Regions from separate parts of the Mus musculus genome. Here all the other regions are linked to region 1. The links are chromatin contacts, called in public HiChIP or PLAC-seq maps. All regions are on one chromosome and are shown on one strand. Each heading gives the region's core, a stretch centred on a gene start, on an enhancer-like site or on the middle of the called end of the contact. The rest is flanking DNA. Distances are from core to core; before and after follow the strand shown. Region 1 overlaps Gm26697 (a long non-coding RNA gene). Region 2 holds the start of Fbn1 (fibrillin 1). Region 3 overlaps Dut (deoxyuridine triphosphatase).

The links. HiChIP or PLAC-seq counts read pairs in DNA pulled down with a chosen protein or histone mark.
Region 2: a contact with region 1 is called in an H3K27ac HiChIP or PLAC-seq map of embryonic stem cells, with 6 times the contacts expected there. The contact joins the promoter of Fbn1 here to the enhancer-like site in region 1. A contact is called at or near these places in 13 of 39 promoter capture datasets (the 3T3-L1 cell line, 3T3-L1-derived adipocytes, the C10 cell line and 8 more), 5 of 115 datasets of contacts at active chromatin or transcription factors (embryonic forebrain, embryonic stem cells and stem cell-derived neural progenitor cells) and 1 of 9 other capture datasets (embryonic stem cells).
Region 3: a contact with region 1 is called in an H3K27ac HiChIP or PLAC-seq map of embryonic stem cells, with 15 times the contacts expected there. The contact joins two enhancer-like sites. A contact is called at or near these places in 2 of 39 promoter capture datasets (embryonic stem cells and hippocampal neurons), 8 of 484 Hi-C or Micro-C datasets (the G1E-ER4 cell line, the N1E-115 cell line, cardiomyocytes and 4 more), 4 of 115 datasets of contacts at active chromatin or transcription factors (embryonic forebrain, embryonic stem cells and forebrain) and 1 of 9 other capture datasets (embryonic stem cells).

The regions. Positions count from the first base shown.
Region 1 is chr2:126,521,834-126,525,118 of GRCm38.p6, reverse strand. It overlaps Gm26697 (a long non-coding RNA gene), which reads left to right. Exons shown (of 4, transcript XR_866700.3): 4 at 3,025-3,285. Among named protein-coding and RNA genes, the nearest start is that of Gm26697, 22 kb to the left of the region's middle. Within about 2 kb of position 1,833, at least 13 of the 459 cell types and tissues checked have an H3K27ac peak or open chromatin away from gene starts, as enhancers often do. A contact at or near this core is called in embryonic stem cells and stem cell-derived epiblast-like cells, where this site is marked.
Region 2 is chr2:125,504,418-125,507,763 of GRCm38.p6, reverse strand. Fbn1 (fibrillin 1) reads left to right here and starts at 1,326. Exons shown (of 66, transcript NM_007993.2): 1 at 1,326-1,425; 2 at 1,975-2,324. The coding sequence starts at 2,161.
Region 3 is chr2:125,256,641-125,259,934 of GRCm38.p6, reverse strand. It overlaps Dut (deoxyuridine triphosphatase), which reads right to left. Exons shown (of 6, transcript NM_023595.6): 4 at 3,012-3,086; 5 at 2,795-2,865; 6 at 886-2,578. The coding sequence ends at 2,522. Among named protein-coding and RNA genes, the nearest start is that of Dut, 11 kb to the right of the region's middle. Within about 2 kb of position 1,799, at least 13 of the 459 cell types and tissues checked have an H3K27ac peak or open chromatin away from gene starts, as enhancers often do. A contact at or near this core is called in embryonic stem cells, where this site is marked.

The sequences.
Region 1 (3,285 bases), core at 584-3,083:
GGTGTAGTTAGGTATTTAGGAGTATACATGTATATTACATGTATATACACATATGCAACAATGTGTAGCAACAATGAATGATAAAAGAGGCCATGGATTTGAATGAGAGCAAGAGGGATGTATGGGGGCGGAGCTAGAGGCGGGAAGGGAAAGGGGGAAGTAATGTAGTTATACTATAATCTCTAAAAAGGGAAACAATTAAAATTATAAGTTGCTATAGGGAAAAATAGGCTAGGGATCTAAACAGAGTTTTTCCAAAGAAAATATAAAGATCACTAAGAAGGACCTCAAAAAATGTTGAACACCTTTAGCAATTAGGGAATTTCAAACTCAAACAACTTTGAGATTTTATCTCACCCCAGATAGCACAACTGACAGGAAATGCTGCCCAGGTGAGGGGAAGAGGACCTGGCATTCACTGTTGTGCAAACACAAACACAAACACAAACACTCTGAAAGTCAGTATGGAGAATCCTAAAAAAAATGAAAAACAAATCTGTTGTGGGAAATACTTAAAAAAAAAAACAACCAAACAACCAAACGGCCCATCTTGAGCTATACCCAGCTACTCTCTGCCTGCGGTCTCTCTGCCTCTAGGCTAGCCCCATGGGGCAGTCTGGTCTTCCCAGCTCCAGTTCTGGTTCAGTTCACTTACCTCAGAACTGCTTGTACCTTCTCAGCCATCCACCCCCTGCAGCTAGTTGTCACAAGTCCCCTTAACCCAGTAAATCAAAACTCTATGTCCTCATAATTAATCAGTCAGCTTTATATATATCAATAAATTCTCAATCCACAAGATGCCCACACAATAATTTCAGAGACAATTGATAATGATACAAGCTGCCCCCCTAGATTAGACAAGTTATCCCAATTATTCTACCCTTTTATGATACTCATAGCTACCTGTGGCTGTTTAAAGCTACGCGGAATCTGGATTGTCTTCCTCTCCCTCCATCTTCCTTCCTTTTCATACCTGTCCCCTTTCTGTTGCTAAAAATCCTTACCTGCCTTCTTTTTCCACTGCCCAATCACAGGCTTCTTGTTGTATATTTAAATTAATTGGGGGAAAATTCTGCTATGCAAATCTACTGTATGACCAGTATATGCCCAAAGGATTCAGCATGCTAGTCCACAGACACTTGCTTAGCCATGTTCACTGCTGCTCTGTGCACACTAGCTGGAGGATGGGAACAATCTGCATGCCTGTCGTCATGGATGGGAGTGAAAATGTGGTAACATACACAATGGTATACTATTCCTTCTACAGAAAAAGGAAATCTTGAAACTTGCCGCAGACCCTCTGGGTCTCTTTGCCTGCGTGGATCCTCTGGGGCAGGTGGGCAAAGCATCAGAGAGTGACAGACAGACCAACACTTGAGATTGTGTAGAATCTGAATGTATTGTGTCAGGTCGAGCATTAAACTTTTTATACCAAAGAAATAACAAGAAACCAGGCAAAATACAATCCACCAACTTACAGTGACGCAATACTAAAGGAATGTATACATCAAAAGAAGGTGGGGACCAGGCTGCTGTCGCAAAAGAAGGAAGCCAGGTGTAAACTAGTCTATTGTTAATCCCACCACCAGGGGTTCTGCACTAACAGACCTTATCATGAATATTGCAATACCCCAACACCCTATTTCCTGGGTCTACAGAAGAATATGCCAACTTGCTTTTAATGTGAAACTCACTATACCTAGCTGTAGAGAAGATCTCTGTCTCAGTGGGATTCCCTAGCTCTATTATTCCCTTGTTTGGGTGACAATTGCTACTGTCCTTGGTAAATATTTTGCAGACCAGTTCTGAGCTACTGGCTCTGTCTTTTGTAATGCTTAATTAGTAACTGAATAGGTAACTTCCTTTCTGGACCTTGGAACAATGGGGAGACGTAACTATAACAGAATTTAATCTTAAAAGGCATTTATAATAAAATATTAAAAGAGAGCTCATAGATCCATACACCAGACAACGTGGGAATAGGGTATGAGTATGTGGGTAAATGATAATGCCAAAACTCCAGGAGGTGAGTTTCTGTGAAACTCTTTGCCTCTTGAGTGGCTTTTAGGCTTCTCAGCCTGTCAAGCGGACTTCACTGGAGTGTGTGTGTGGCAGAAACTTTCAGGTAAATGGACAGACCCAGAAAAGACTATATTGACCCAGAAAGTCACATGTTCCCACTCTCCCGTGCTCCCAGTCCTCAGACATGAATGCAACACAGAATAATCACAGAGACTGGGGAAGTATAAAGGGAGCGCGTGGGAGTATGAGGGACAACAGACTATAGGGGATATGAAGGGGATATGGAAAATCGGGACAGGGGTGCCAATGGGGGCCACTACAGAAGAAGGAGGAGGAAAAGGCGGCATGCTTTACGCTGTAGTTGTTTGATAACGCCCCAAGGACTCATATTTTTTTATGTGCACCTAAATCATAGATATTTAAATGAAGTTATGCTACTTGGGTTGACAGTGTTCATCACAAGAACCATAGAATAACAACCCCCTCCCCCGTACCCTCTTTTAAGATATGCACAGGACTCCCAAAACAATACAGATTATCAGTGATGCCTCCAGGGCCTGAGGGTAGGCCTTTACTGCTGAAGACGTTAGTTACATCCGTAGGACATAGGACAAGCATGCTTTGAGCTGGATCTAACTGAAAGCCTCCTTCCTGTAACCTGGCTTGCATAGCACCAGAAGTTCTTTTGTGAGCGGCCAAGGGAAGGAAACAATTAGTCCTACCACCCCGCCGTGATGATGCGGAAGGAGCCTGGAAAATAGCCAGCATGACAAGCTAGGTATAAGGGAGCAATAAGGGCACTCACACGTTGGTGGCAACCAACAGCTGCCTAATAGGACTTTATGCCGACTTGACAGGAAGGAAATCATGTCTGGTACTGGAACTAGGCCAGGTTCCTGGGGCTAGTGAGGTCACGGACTTTAGAAGAGAATCTAGTACCACCAGTTTACTAGACCAGCATAATTCCTAACTATGTTTTAAATGTTATCTTTGTGCCCACAGATAAGCGCCTTCCAATCCTATTCAAAGAAGCTTCTCTTTACACCAATGCGGACCGTTACAGAGCACCACAGCTGGACATAAGAGGGAGACAATGGTTCCCGGGAACCCGAGTGCCCGTGGGCAGAGCATCATCACAGCTCCTGCATCTCTGGCCCAGGAAACACAGAGGAAGAGGTGGTGGGAAGACTACCAGGAAGTCTGCCATGAGACTGTCTCTCATAGAAATGGCTGCACAAACAGGACCAGAACAACGGGCAGTAT
Region 2 (3,346 bases), core at 77-2,576, 1.0 Mb after region 1:
TGCCAGGTAGTTCCTGGTGCTAGAACGCACGTTACCAGGCTTGGTGCTTTATTTGCTCAGAGCCATCTCCTGGCCCTCGAATGAATACCTCTTTTCTCACCTGAAGATGTAGGACGGAATCTCCAGTTCATGGATCTGTTAAGAGGATTTTTTTTTGAAAGTAAGACCTCAATTAAACTAGATAATATATTTAAATAATTATGAATTTAAATCAGTGTTTAAGTCTTCCTATTCAGGTATCGAAGCAGTGCAGTGAGTCCATTATCATGAGGCGTGGTCCATTTTGAAAAGAAGATGGAGTTGATAACATGCCTCGATCTCTATAATCTCATATCCGGGCACAAGATGTTGAAAACAAGAAAAATCCGGGTCAACAAGATGCGTGCATTCTTAGGGTAACTGTGTGGAAAGTGACAGTTGGTGACTGGAGTCCCTGGTCCCTGCGGTCGAGCCCGATGTGGATTTCAGACACCCCCACCCCACCCCAATCCCATGCATGTGTGTGTATGTGCTCTCTGTATAGTGTGTACACATGTGAAAATAGGGTTATTTTAGGAAACCCCATTCCTAACTGAGAGTTGGGCGGGAGGATTGTCTGAAACCCAAATCACAGGCCCCCACATCACAGACTGAGACTTTCGCAGCCTCTTCATTTAGCCTAGGTGAGTAGCTTGACCTGAGCCTCGGGAGAATTGCTCCTCCAGCGGGCTCCTGACACTGGCATGCCCCTTTCGCCGCCGCTAACCTGTTGGCTGGCTCAGTGGTGGTGGCCTCACCACAAGCCCTGCCTGAGCCTCGGAGCCTACAATTTCTCCTCCCAGCCAGACAGCAGAAGACTGGGCTGAGAAGCGAGGGCCACTGCCACAGAGCCCCTTTCCAGCCAGGGCCTCCTGGGCCTCGTTGGCCAAGGTGTCCAGCATGCGTTCTCCGCGCAGGTGGCCCAGCTCTCCGTGCTTCTGATCGCGGGAATCTCGGGTCTGGACCTCTCAGCCGCAGGCAGATCGGTCTAAACCGCTACTCCACCTCTTCCCATTCCCTCTCTTCCCCACCCTGGGACGGAATATCCCAGGCCAGGCAGGACTGGATCACCTCCGCCTCCTCCCAGGGCACTGATCCTGCGAATGAGGGAGGCCCGGGTCCGGGCGGTGGCTGGCAGAGGGGAGTGGAAAGGGAGGATAGATGGGGCCGGGGGTGGGGTGGTGATGGGGGGAGGTGGGGAGGGTGTCATTTTCTTTTTCTTTCTTTCTTTTTTTTAAAAAAGTATTTCTCTCGCGAGAAACCGCTGCGCGGACGATACTTGAAGAGGTGGGAAAGGAGGGGGCCGCAGAGTTGGGGCAGAGACTGTGGGTGCCACAGGCGGCCACAGCTGGGACAGCTGCGGAGCAGAGCAGCCACCGCCGCCTGAGAGTCCGAGCCGCTAGTCCAGTGGGTCTCATGGGGTCCCGCCAGGGTCGGGCGGCAGGCGGGTGGCTGGAGGGCCGTTTGCGCGGCATCCAGGGCAGGAGGCCGGGCAGGGTGAGGGGATGTCTCGAGCATCTGCAGCTGGCCCTCTCTGCCTGACAGCTGCAAGATCCGGGACTGCAGTGCCCTGCTCCACGTCGGATGCAGGGGACTGGCGGGGTTGGCCATGACCCGGTATGTGGGCGGAGAGGACCCTTTTTGGAGAGCTGGGGCGTCAGCCGTCACCGCGCGCAATCAGTGCCATTAAGACCGTGTAGGCAGTCCGCTCGCGGGACGCCTGGGCTCCCTAGGGACACGGTACTTGGCGCCGCGAGGCCACAGGGTCCGCGGATGCCAGTCGCCGGGTTCTGGCTCTGCAGCTAGTTGGGATCGAGTGGTCCTCGTTCCTCCGAGTAACTGCGCCACGCGCAGGCGGCGCGCGGTCTGGGCTCGGCACCGGGGACTGCGAGCTTTCAGCATCCCGGAGCCCTGAGTGTCTCACCTCCCCGCCTTGGGGACTTGTCTGTGTTGCAGGACAGGCAGGGACTACCCGAAGTGGGAGCAGTCCCTGGAGAAGAAAGCTGTAGGACCCAGGCCGGGGACCTCTCTGCATCAGGACAGCCGGACAGTGAGACAGCGGGACCCCGGAGACTCGGGCCGCTGGAAGGCGCGGCGGCGGCGGCGGCGGCGGCGGCGGAGCGAGTGGCGGCCGGCGGCACCATGCGGCGAGGAGGGCTGCTGGAGGTCGCGCTGGCGTTCGCCCTGCTCCTCGAGTCCTACACGAGCCATGGGGCGGACGCCAATTTGGAGGCTGGGAGCCTGAAGGAGACCAGAGCCAATCGGGCCAAGAGAAGAGGCGGCGGAGGACACGATGCGCTGAAAGGGTAAGGGAAGCTCCCAGCTGCTTCGGTGTGCCTCCCCTCGCCCTTCTTGGGACTTTAAGATCCACAGCAACTGACAGGGCAGGTTCTGGCCCGTAGAGGACCCTGGGTGAGATCCCCGGGAGACAGCCTGGAAGTGCCAAAGTTACTCGGTCATCAACTCTTGTTCAGATAACTCGCCTTGTTCCTGGCCCAGAGGAGAAGTCCTGGCTGGAGGGAATCCTGGGCCATTGTTGAAGCAGATTTGGGGAGGCGAGAATGGTTCCTTGTGGAAGAAGGGGAGGAGCTGAAACCCAGAGAAAGGGAGAAGCCCACTGCTTCTGCTGCTTACCAATTCCAGTTGCAGGGAGAAGTGCTTTTCCCGTGTGGGCATCAGCTATTTGGGAGGCATCGCTGAAAGGGAAGAATCCAGAGACTGAGATGAGATGCGTGGTCAGGAGATGGTCCTTCCTTTAAGTCATTCTCATGAAAACCAGAGCTGTACACTCGCGTTCAGACACCTACCCTGGAAGTTTGTAAGGCAGAGGGTTTTGAACACTAGTGTCCGGCCTGCGTGAGCTCTGCATGCAGCTGTGGCTGGCTCTAAATGGGTGTTCATGCGGTATCTTCTTGGAAAGCCCTGTACTATCAGCTTCCCATGCCCTAGTGTTGCAGCTGGGATGACTTAAATCGGTCAGGTTGGCTGTCTAAGGCTTGGCAGTTTCCGGAGCTGAAGGAGATGGAAATAATTCCCCTAAGAGTTTTTAATCGTTTAAAAAGGACAATCTCTGAGATTAAGTTGGAGTCTCTATTAGAAGTGGTAAGATAGAAATAAACGGCCACAGTTCTGTCCTTTGGAAGAGCCTGCTCAATGATTCAAGCGAGTGCACATGCTGAAGTTTCTTGTCATTCTAGGGGTGCATTTTTCCTGACTTGATAAGAGTTCAGTAAATGGGTGGAAAATTGATTTTAATGTTCTCAAGAGGCCTTTGTTTGGTTCAGCATCTTTCTTTCAAAAATCTATTTCTGCTGCACAAGATCATCTT
Region 3 (3,294 bases), core at 550-3,049, 1.3 Mb after region 1:
TGACTTCTCTCCCATTTGACAAACCACCACCCTGGTGGCATTAAGTCTGGCTGATTTGGACTTTGCCTTTGCTGTTTAATGACTACATCACTTCTGTTTTCATAGCATGATCGCCTCTGTTGGCCTCAAACTTGGGATCTTCCTGCCTCGACCTCCCAAGTACTGAATCTCAGGTGTGTATCACCACTCACGTCTTTAAACTTCTCTTCCGCTGAGAGTGACTGCTGTCATTGGCCAGGCGTTCTTTGCTGTGCATGTTAGATCCACCATCTCTACTTTTTCTTATATCTGTCTTTATTTTTCAGACTCAGTATATTAAATATTGCCCTTTAGGTCACAAGGGTAGCATGCGGTAGTCCATTACCTTAGTTGTTTCATTTATATCATCTAATAAGAGAACAATTGAAGTGAAAGCAGTTAGCACCTACACACTAGAAATGATGGGGCTTTTATCCCCACTTCAGCCCTGTTTTAGTAAGATGCCACAAGGTGGCAGTATTTGCCATGGTCAGTCTGGTCTTCACAGAAGCCGAGACCTCACTCCCACATATGAACCATATTCTTTGATTTAAAAGCTTGGGAGAGCTGTTAAATTTATTCAATATTTTGGCAAGAACCTAACTTAACCTTGAATGTAAAGTTTCCAAACTCGTTTTCTATATTTGGGTTTTCTTCAAAACTTACATATATTTTCTGCATTAAGAATATAGTGAAATATGCCTGGCATGGTGGCGCATGCCTTTAATCCCAGTACTCGGGAGGCAGAGGCAGGCGGATTTCTGAGTTCAAGGCCAGCCTGGTCTACAGAGTGAGTTTCAGGATAGCCAGGGCTACACAGAGAAACCCTGTCTGGAAAAATAATAAAAAGATGCACATAAACCAGATGCTGGTGGCGCACGCCTTTAATCCCAGCACTTTGAAGGCAGAGGCAAGCAGATGTCTTGAGTTCGAGGTCAGCTTGGTCTGCAGAGCAAATTCTAGAACAGCCAGGGCTACACAGAGAAACATCGTCTCAAACAACACATAAAAAATGTAATCTTTTTCCTGAACCATGTTTTTGAACATTTATAGAAAGTACAAAAAAGAAAAAGAATTTACCAAGCCCAACAGTGTCTTTTCCAAGAGAATTAAAAATAGTTACATTTGTGTCTTTCCTACCCCCAGAAACTCATTTTTAAATTAGGACCAAGACAGTCTTAATTTGTCTATAGTCTTATATAGATACTAGACTTATTCCTTTAGACCTGCTAAATTACAGAAAAAAAAAAAACCCTCCCCAGTTTAACCATGTAGTTTCAAATAGACACCTTAAAACATATACTTCTTGAAGTAACCTCTAAAATTTTAATTTATGCCTTTTCTGTTTTCTTTTCTTATTAGAAAAAGCAACAACAGGACACCTGTGTACACACAGCCAGCCTCCAAATGGGGAAGTTCGGAACACAAAGATACTTTATTTTCTGTTTGGGGAAGATAGCCAAGCCAGCCTTTCTTAGGATGATAAAGAGTGCATTTCTCAGCTAAAATGATCAGGTCAATTACCTGGTGGCAGGGTGGGGCGGGGCGGGACGGGGGATTTGTTTACACTAGCAGAAAAAGCCAAAATGTCCAGCCGCAGATAGCATTATCATTTGAAGGATGGCATGCCTTGCATTGTTTTATCTTCGGACACTCCTAAATCTGTTGCTAATACTAACATTGGTTTGGCCTTTAAGATTTCTATTCACAGACAGTGGGACTGTGAGGGGAAGCAATCAGGGTGGCAGACAGTCGTGTCGGGCAGGAAACTGCTGGAAAAGCCACTGCAGGGAAGAAGGACCTCCACCATTACACACAGGGTGAGGCCCTAGGATCCACAGAGTTGCCTGGAGGCTGCACGGTTCACAGCTTTAAGGAGCAATCACCATGCTGGGTGGGCAGGCTTTCAGTGATACCTTTAAGTCATTTCTGCTCCTGTTTGTAGTCCCTCCCCCACAGTACCATAAACTCTAAATTGTATTTTTTGTGGGTTCAAAATCTGGGGTGAGCAGATCTTCTAAGTCCCAGTGTCACACAGCACCAGTGCAGAGAAGAACAAGGAGTAGCTTTTAACATGACCCTCTTTCCTTAGATAGCATCTCATACTAGCCCAGGCTAGCCTAAGTCACTGCAATCCTCTTGACTCAGCCTCCATGTTCTCCAGTCAGTTTATGTAAAATCATATCTGCTAAAAGACAACTTTATTGGATTAAAAAAAATTACAAATGATACAGCAATTATGATCAAAAACAGTTTTTGGAAGGCTATAATTTAAATAATACAACAACAACAAAAAATCTAACTGTACCCTGGGTTTTACCAAGTCTGCATGTCAATGCCATGCTCACAGTGCAGACTTACAGGCGACCTCAACCAGGGAACAGAATCGTTCCAACGTGATGTGATCGAGGTCTCCTTTCCTGCATCCTAGAACACCAAATGCTTCCGAAGTTAGAGCTTCTGGTTTCCAGTGTTGAAACAGCGAGATACTTCCAGCAAAGTTCTAATTCTTCCCGGTGGAGCCGAAGCCTCCTGAGCCTCTCTCGGTGTCATCCAGGGTCTGAAAGACATTATTAGGAGGAAGGGAAAGGAGCGGCAGTCAGAGCCTCTGCACACTGCACGGACCCATTCTGAGGAAAGCCAATCAAGTCTCAAACTAAACACCTAACCTTGCTTGAAGACTACCAGTCACTAGCCCCACAGCTCATCAGCTGAGCCGCCCCTCCTCCACTGGACACACACACCAGGCATTCTCCGCTCAGTTTCCAGTACTCACCTGCACTTCCTCTAAGTCTGGATAAGAAATCCGCTCACAGATGAGCTGCGCAATCCGATCACCTTTTTTCACTTCAAAGAAAAAGCAGAACACAGATTACCATCGCTGTGTACTGACCCATTTTCTGTAACCTGCCTTGTTCAGTGAGAACTAGAGTTAGTTTTTTACTGACACAGGTAGCTCAAAATGTTTCCATGAACATATTGACTTAACTCACCTTCAAACTTCTCTTTCCCAAAGTTAAACAGCACGACCCCAACGTTTCCTCTGTAATCCTCGTCTATGACACCAGCTGGAGGAGACAGCAATGTTAGCTTCGTTCATCAGGGGTCTGCAGTGACCTCAAAACCACTTTGCCAAAGACTTCCTGAGATTACAACTGACAAAGTCACCCTTAGGCCCTACAGAGTCTGAACACAAGTTTTACTAAAATGCAAGAATTTGAAAAACGTGTCCCGATTTTCCAATCTGAATGCTTATCAAGTGGTGAGCATTTCCTA